Linked DNA regions of Mus musculus: region 1 is linked to region 2. Evidence: chromatin contacts called from public Hi-C data. All regions are on one chromosome and are shown on one strand. Each heading gives the region's core, a stretch centred on a gene start, on an enhancer-like site or on the middle of the called end of the contact. The rest is flanking DNA. Distances are from core to core; before and after follow the strand shown.

What was found. A called contact is a pair of places that touch in the nucleus more often than the background predicts.
Region 1: a contact with region 2 is called in a Hi-C map of cerebellum, with 1.8 times the contacts expected there. The contact joins the promoter of Ephb1 here to the enhancer-like site in region 2. A contact is called at or near these places in 3 of 39 promoter capture datasets (embryonic stem cells, epiblast stem cells and hippocampal neurons), 4 of 484 Hi-C or Micro-C datasets (cardiac endothelial cells, cerebellar granule neurons, cerebellum and 1 more), 6 of 115 datasets of contacts at active chromatin or transcription factors (embryonic forebrain, embryonic hindbrain, embryonic midbrain and 3 more) and 3 of 9 other capture datasets (adipose tissue, embryonic stem cells and pancreatic islet).

What each region holds. Positions count from the first base shown.
Region 1 is chr9:102,352,563-102,356,518 of GRCm38.p6, reverse strand. Ephb1 (Eph receptor B1) reads left to right here and starts at 1,826. Exons shown (of 16, transcript NM_173447.3): 1 at 1,826-2,237. The coding sequence starts at 2,180.
Region 2 is chr9:102,229,242-102,233,531 of GRCm38.p6, reverse strand. The region is part of intron 1 of Ephb1 (Eph receptor B1); the gene reads left to right. Gm31233 (a long non-coding RNA gene) reads right to left here. Exons shown (of 4, transcript XR_001779268.2): 2 at 2,341-2,434; 3 at 747-923. Among named protein-coding and RNA genes, the nearest start is that of Gm31233, 21 kb to the right of the region's middle. Within about 2 kb of position 2,066, at least 2 of the 459 cell types and tissues checked have an H3K27ac peak or open chromatin away from gene starts, as enhancers often do. A contact at or near this core is called in cerebellar granule neurons and cerebellum, where this site is marked.

The DNA.
Region 1 (3,956 bases), core at 577-3,076, 120 kb before region 2:
GCATAAAGAAGAGGAAGCAGGAGAGGGGGTTTTGCTGGGTGTGCTTGGTGGGGTGGAGGGAAGGAAAGAGCCCACAAACCACTCATGCATGCACCCAACATCCATCTGAGATCATCTACCCACCCCACCCATCCATTCATCTGCTTGTCATCATTCATCCATCCATCCATCCATCCATCCATCCATCCATCCATCCACCCATTTATCCATCCATTCATCTGTCCATTCACCTATCTGTCTGTCCATCCACCCATCCATTTGTCTGTCCATCCATCCATCCATCCATCCATCCATCCATCAGTCTGTTTTCCATCCATCATCTATCTATAATCCATCCACAGGGATGGATGCAGTTGGTCACCAGTGCAGGGAGGGGGAGGGGTTTCAAGGTAAGAGCTTTGGGGATTCCTCTCTTAGAGGCTGGAGGGATGAAGGAGGAAGGGCAAGAAGTAGTAAGACAGGTAGGCAGTGAAATTGGACTGTGGAGAGTGTTGCCAAAGCTGCAAAAGACCCAGTACTCACCCATGTCAGAGAGGGGCATCCCTCACTTAAGGGACTTCAAGACACAGTGCTGTGGAGGGACAAAGAGCAGCTGAGGTAGTATTAGGGAAGATTAAGCAGCGGTCACTGACGTCATCCTTTCAGGTTCTGAGGCCGGATGGGTGGATGGTAGGGGAAGACACAAACAGCCTGTGTCAAAGTCTGGGAAACAAAGACCTGTCAGAATCAGGGGTCTGAGTGTGGCTGGGGTGGTGAAGAGGGAGGCAGTGTCTGTGAAAGACAGAGTAAGTACCCAGGGTGGGGAATCAATGTAACTAAATTCCCAAAGGAGAGTTGCCAGATGTTAATGTCTTTAAAAGGTTTGGGGAGGGGGCTGAAGCCCCTCCCACATGAGTCTTCCAGGAGCATCCCTAACCTTGCGGGAGGAGGTGAGGACCTTCTGCCACACAGCTTCTGACAAGCATCAAGGCCAGGGCCGGATCTGAAACAGCCTGACCTGATCAACAGACAGCAAAATGGGGCATTATCATCAGAGCTGATGGTGGGAAACCACTTCTATTCTGGAGCCTGGTTTTCCTGTGGTTGCAGAACTCAGTCCTTCCCACCTACCTCCAGGCCTGGTTCAAAGCAATGTCTCCCTTCCCCATACCCCAACAAGTTGTCAGACTTTCGGCTGTTTCTTCATGTCTTCCCATTATGACTGTCTTCTGACAGCAGGCCCTACAGTGGATGCTCAGAGATCCACCTGGGAAGAGACTTTTGGAGATATACAGCTGAGGATATGATAGGAAGCCCACAGGGTGTTCTAACTACCCCCGAGCAGCCGGCCATAAAGTCTTGAAACCATATTCACTCACTCCACAGATGCATGCCAAGAATAAGACACTGTTAAGGTTCCAGGAATTCTGAGTGAACGAGATCAGACAAGACTCAAAAATAAACAAAATTGATTAGTAAAATGATATAGGGTGGCGGCATTCTGCATAGGAATAGTCAGGAGTAGCTGTGGGGTGTCTGTAAGCATAAGGGACCTCAGTTGACTTCTTGGCTGAGCCCCTCCTTTTCAGCTTGGGGAAAGCGAGCGTGCGAGGCTGCAGTTCTCCTAAATCACCACAAGAGGGAGCGCGATCACCTCCTAGCGCCTTCCTAACCCTCCCACACAGCCTTGCAAGCAAAAGTTTTTCTTAAACTAACAATGCCAGTGTAAGGAGGTGCTCGCGCCTGATTGGATGAGGGAATTTTGCAGGTTTGATTCCTTGATTGGACAGGAGGTGTTAGGGGTGGAGAGAGAGCTGATGGTGGGGGATCCCGCTCCCTCCCCCGTCAGTCTGGCCCGCTCTGTCCTCCCGTAGGCTCCGCTGTAGCTCGCAATGTGACACCAGGACGCACACGCTCTCGCGCGCTCTCCCAGGCTCGCTCTCCCTCACCCTCTCTCACACACGCACGCACACACCCACCTCTCCCATAAACACACACACACACATGCACACCCACATCCACGCGCGCCCGCACCGCCCCACGCGCGCACACTCCCGCCCACGCCCACGCCGCGCTCCGGGGAGTCCGGTCCCGGCCAGAGCGCGAAAGGACACGGAGAAGCCACCCGCCGGGAGCGCAGCGGCGCCCTGGGACGCGGCGCGTCTCCGCTGGGGCTCGGCCTGGGGGCCGCTGGCCGGCGATGGCCCTGGATTGCTTGCTGCTCTTCCTCCTGGCATCTGCAGTGGCCGCGATGGAAGGTAACGTACCCTTCGCGGAGCAACTTGGTGGCTGCCGGCTGCCAGTTCATGGGTGCCGCGCGCTTTGCAGGGCTCCTTTGGCTGCTCGGCCGGGCATCCTGGTGCTGGAGAGAGAGAATGTCACCGATCCTGGGTAGAGATGGGGCACCGGGATGGGGCGGTACCCACAGGCATGCCCTGCGCCGACCCTGGGCGCCCACAGCAGGTTCGTTCGCACGCAGAGTCTTTCGGCTCCTGCGCTCTGGTGCTCCCAGACAGCACGATCACCGGACATCTCCGGCTTAGAGAGCCTGGATCCCGCTGCATTGCGGTGCAAGCTCCTTAGCTCTGGGCGAAGCTGGTCTGGGAAGCGATACCTCGGGCCACTGGGCTCCTAGAGTCGGCACCTTCGGCTCTTTCTATCCCGGGCCTGGATGCGCTGGCTGGCGAGCGGTAGCTTGCTGTCTCCCTTTCGCAGTCTGAGGTTTCCGGACTCTGGGCTCCGCAGGCAGGCTGCTTGGGGGATCACAGAAGGTCCTACTAGTACCCCAGCAAGTGACTGCCAAACGAGAGGGGCCAAATCCATTGACCGCACCCTGGGGGGGAAATCAGCCCTAGAAGCTGCCGGGTTGCAATCTTCCAGGGACAGCAAGTGCGAGGCGGACGCCTTTCTCGCCTTCTGAGCTTTGGAGCAGGGGTGGGCTTGGGTGAGTGCTGGCGGTGCTTAAACTCATCCGGCAGTTAGAAGAGACTGCGTGGCTGCGAGCCCACGAGCCAAGACACCATCCCTGCTGGCTCAGCGTGGTTGTGCCTCCCGCTGGTGGCCAGCCAAACCCGCTCAGCGGACCCCTTACCCGGCGCACCCAGGAGCCCCGGCGCTCAGGGCTCCCGCGAATCCCGTGGGAAATCCCTGCTCGCCTCCCCGCCTCCCGCCCCCTTCCCCGCCCCCAACCTTCCCTGCGGAGCCGCGGCGGCCGCCACCTCCAGGGACGCATCTCAGTAGAGAAGGAGCAGTTAGAGTTATCTCGAACAGAGCAACTCTGGGGTGAGGCGCCGCCGCCACGCCACCCCTGCTGGAAGCCCCACATCCCGATGGATGTCTCTGGCCAGGTGGACTCCACCCGTAGGGACATTCCTCGTGGAAGGTTCGCAGCTCTCTGTTTCCCCTGTTGTGTTCCCATTTGAGAGCTGGCTCCACTGGATTGCAGGTTCCAGGTGAAACGGACTCGTTCAGTGGAAACTCCAGACCAACATTGGTCCAGCGTCTCTAACCCTTCCAGTAAGCACTGGCATACACCCGTGCCCCTCTTGGTCATAGCAGGGAAGATGTCTTAGCCATGGCAAAGACTACCGCTGCTCAGTCTCCGTGGAGATGGGTAAGCGAGGAAGCAGCAATTACTGCACAGAAAGCTCTCGCTTGTTTCCTGAAGGTGGCTTTTTGTTTGCGCTTGACCTCCTGCTGCCCTGCGAGGCTGCTGGTCTTCGTGTGTGTGTGTGTGTGTGTGTGTGTGTGTGTGTGTGTGTGTGTGTGTGTGACTTTTGGAATGTGCAGGGTTTCGACTGGTATGGAGTGTGGCTAGCACCCCAGCGTAGGCTTGAGGTTGATTCATCCGGAGACACGTGCAGAAGCAGTCGAAATAGAAAAGGAGAGAAATCACCCCGCAACAAAGCCGGTTGAGAACTGTCGCAAGGTGGAGTGGCCTACAGGACTGTGAGCTGGGGTGGCTTCAAGTCTTCAGT
Region 2 (4,290 bases), core at 817-3,316:
GGCTGGCATGCCCAGTGTGTAGGCCTTGGTCTAGGGTAGCATGGAGGTCCCTGGGAAAGGCAGAAAGCTTAACTGTGCTCACTCATGACCCCTAGGGCACCCTGGAGTTGCAGAGTCACCTTATACGGGCCAGCATGGGCTAGGCTTAAGGCTGTGTATGTGAGCATGTGCACATGTGGAGGTACCATGCGTGCATGTGTCTGTGTGTCTCCTCTCTTTCTCTCTGCATGTGTCTGTGTGTGTTTGTGTGTGTGTGTGTGAGAGAGAAAGAGAGCAAGTAGAGCAGTTGTCGTCCTTGTCACCATCCATGTCCCTGTGCTTTTAAGAGCCAAGAACTGGGAAGGGAACGGTATAAGTGCCAGCTGCCTACCAGGGCTTGGGTGTGCTTACCCTACCCTTTTGAAATTTATTGCTCACAAGTGTCCCTGCACACCACCTTCATTTCCTTCACTGAGGAGAGAACTGAAGATTTACTTGTGTGAATATTGGGTTAGTTTCTGTTTCCCGAGGACTGCCTTGTCTGGCTGTTCTCATTTTATTTCTGGAGTCTGCACTGGGCCCCACCCCCACATACTCTTCAAAAACTTTTGTCCAAGGATACTTGAACCCCCTTTGCCACCGTCTCACAGTCTCCTCCTATCATTCTTTGCAAAGGAGAGTTAGGACTGCGCAAGTCATGTCTGCCATAGGGTAAGACTTTCAGGTTCTCGTGTCCAGCAGACAGGAGCCTGGTTTGTGAAGCATACCATGTTGTGGATCCCAGGTTCAGGACTCTTGTGGGCTGTCAGGAAAGGACAGCATGGTGGCTGGCGCTGATCCGTGCTTGGTGAGCTTGTCTTGTCAAGTACACACCAGGCATTGCCTCAGAAACAACCGGAAGCTACTGTTCTCTCATCCTTCTACGCCCGTTTGTATTGTTACCACTGTGGAAGGACATTGTAAATCAACTGAATGTCTAATCTATGTCTCTCCAAAAAAGAATGGCTGGCCTGAACAAAGAGAGCTTATTTATCTCTCTTTTTATCACGACAGGTATCTAATTCCCCCTCAAATATCAATATATCCACAGATGCCAATGGAGACAGAAAGAGAAACTGCTGGCAAAGCCAGGCGGCACCTGCCTTTTTTTTCCCATAGTGGCAGTCTAGAAGTGGTCTCTCCACCAAGACCCCTGCACATGGCCCACTGGGTGCTGGGTGGGTCATGAGGTTCCTGTGCTGAAAGCCCTAAAGAGGAATGTCCCCTGAGGGGACATCCTGCCATGGTTCATCCTGCTAGGCTCCTCTTTGCAACTTCCTTCCTGCTGGTCAGTCCGGCTCTTGCCAGAGCTCCTGTCTGCCTCCCACGTTGGCCTGCTGTTCCTTTGAGGGGATTCCCACTCAGTTCAACCTGCCTTTGCCTCTCCCAGTGTTGATCTGAAAACCACACCCCGGTTCTGGTTGAAAAGGCTGGTGGGATACTAAATGGTCACTTTTTTTCCTTCCCCAAAGCTGATCTACTTCACCTTGTCAAGGAGATCAGCCGTGCTCACCGAGACCGACACACTCATGCCCCTGTGCAGAAAACCCTTGCACATTGCCCTGAACTCTCTCGGGTGCAGCCAGAACAGGGATCCAGGTATCACTACTTACCATCCGTGAGCTCAACCGACACACATATTCTCATCCAGCCCTGTATCCTCAACATATACCACCAACTCCTCTTCTTTCAGTAACGCAAGGAAAATGGCAGGGGGGGGGGGTTGGAGGCAGGATGGAAATGTGTCATTGCCTCTCTAGAAATACTCTATGGGCACCCTGTAGGTTCCACAGCTTCAGATTGTCCCCATAGACCCAAAATATAAGCTGGGAATGACCAAGTTACTACAGCAGTGATAACACTGTTGTGTCTCCCCTTGACCCATTCGTCATCTTGCCTAGGAGACCCCATCCTTCAGAGAAGATGGCAGTGGGTGAGAGCTGGGTCCTGGACCCATCTTCCCAGACCCAGTGTTGATTTCCCACATTATACATGAGCTCCCAGAGGGGCGGAGCCTAGGAGGTGATGGGCACGGGTCCCAGAGCCCTGTCCCCTGCAGGCATCTTTGGATCTGACAGCAACACATGCCCTTCCAGCTGGTCTGGTCCCCGTGCCACTGTTTGAGAGCAGAAGTGACGGTAAATATTTAATTGTGCTTCCACCATAACTTTCTGCCAGAGCTCTCAATATGCTTTATAAATGCAAATGAGAGCTCCCTTTCTCTCCAGGGAGATGTAAACCTCCCCCAAATCACTTTTATTCGGCCCCCACCAGAGCAGAAAGCTGTAATCAGGAGCTCCCTGCTCCAGAAGAGCAACTAACCTTAATCACACAGAGGGGGTGGTTCCTGTGGCAGTGGTCCTCTTTCTCCACACTGGGCAGGATGTAAGGAGATGGATGCCTCTTGCTGCAACTTCTGTCCAATAGGATACATTGAAAATACTATTTATAAGCAGATTCAATTACCGTTTAAAGCGGGTGCCTATGACAATTATGGAGACGGAGGTTGTATTTATGGAATTAACAGAACAGAGGAGTCCCTGGAAGGTTTGGAAATGAAACCCCATTCTTAGTTTCGATTCTAGACACCGTTTCCTCTGCCACCATCATTCCCATCATTCCCAGTACTTCTCCAGTGAAATTCTGTGGTTAGTATCGATTTGCACTCTGGGAGCTTTGGTGGCTTGGTGAAAAAAAGAGAGAAAGCACCACGTGACTCCTTCCTCAATCCCAGAGCTACAGGGAGCTTCCAGATCTGTCTGGGGGGGGGGGGGACTGGAGGGGCACTTAAGGCTATCCATCCGTGTTAAGGTGAGAAGCTGTGTGACTTTTCAGAAAGTAGCAGCCCTCTCTGCGCCACGGTTTGCTGTTCTGTCTCATGGGTACTTTGGTTCCTGCTTCAGACCCACCTGGCAGAGATATTTTAATGATCACGGAGATGAGCTCCTATAGGGGCTCCTGGAGTACCTTCTGAGGAGTGTATTATGTAAATGCGTGGTGTCATTATGAGCGCTATTAGTGCTGTGAAGTGGAGATGAGAAGAAAAGGGAGGCTTGCTCTTCGCAAGGACCCCAGCTGCTGGCAGTCGGCGGGGGAAAACAAACTCAAGATGCTCTGCTGGTTTTGGCTTGTGATAGCACTAGGCTCAACCCTAACTGAGGTCCAAAGAGGGTGGGAAAATGGAGCTTTTCCCTCTCCCAGGCAGCTTCCGAATGTGCTTCATCAAATCCACCACGGGCATAGAGGCTAGTGGTGCTCCAGGTAAGGTCCACACTGCCAAGTTGCAGGGGGAGGCTCTCTGTGGTCCTGTTGGTCCTGGCCCTATAGATATCTACATGGCATGCATTCTGCATAGGCTCCTCTTGACTGCCTAGCCCTTGTTTGTGGTCCATCAAGATGCTTCTCTGTGGTACTTCAGATTTGCTCAGGCCCCCAGGCTTCTTGAAGGCTCCTATAGTAGCCATTAGTGAAGGCCATTGCCTGTGGTTTTGCATTTTGGGATGAAGGTGCCCAGCGCCCTGTGTCTGGAGCTCTGTCTTGGGCTCTGGTGCAGGCAGCTTTCTGGCGTAGCACTGACTAATGAGTATATCAGTATATCAAGGCCAACTTCTTCCTTCTTCTCCTTCTTCTCCTTCTCCTTCTTTTCCTTCTTCTCCTTTTCCTTCTCCTCCTTCTCCTCCTTCTCCTCCTTCTCCTTCTCCTTCTTCTCCTTCTCCTTCCTCTTCCTTCTCCTTCCTCTTCCTCCTTTTCCTCCTCCTCTTTTTCCTTTTCTTCTTCCACTACCTCCTCCTCCTTCTCCCTTCCTCCTCCTCCCCCTCCATTTATTCAATGTATAGTTCAATATGCATACATGTCTGAAGGCCAGAGGTCTATGTTGTGTGTCTTCTACTGCTATTCACCTTATTGAGACAGCATCTCTTACTGATCATGGAGCTTACCATTTTGGCTAGACACTCTGGCCCGCAGGTCACCAGGATGCCTCCCCAGTGCTAATATTATAGACATGTGACATAGGTGCTGAGAATCTGAACTCTAGTTCATCGTGCTTGTGTAGTAAGCCCTTTGCACCCTGAAGCCTCTCAGTGATGATAGAGTCATCATTGTCTCTCTGTTTCATTGCCACATGTCACCTCCAGTTTCTCCTTAAACCTTTAGTTCCTGCCTTGACTCTTGGTTCCTTTAAGTCCAAAGATGTTGTAACACAGCCTTCTGCCTTCCAATCTTTTCCCTGAAGCAGTGAATAAGGAATAGCTGTTCTCATGGGGTAGGGGA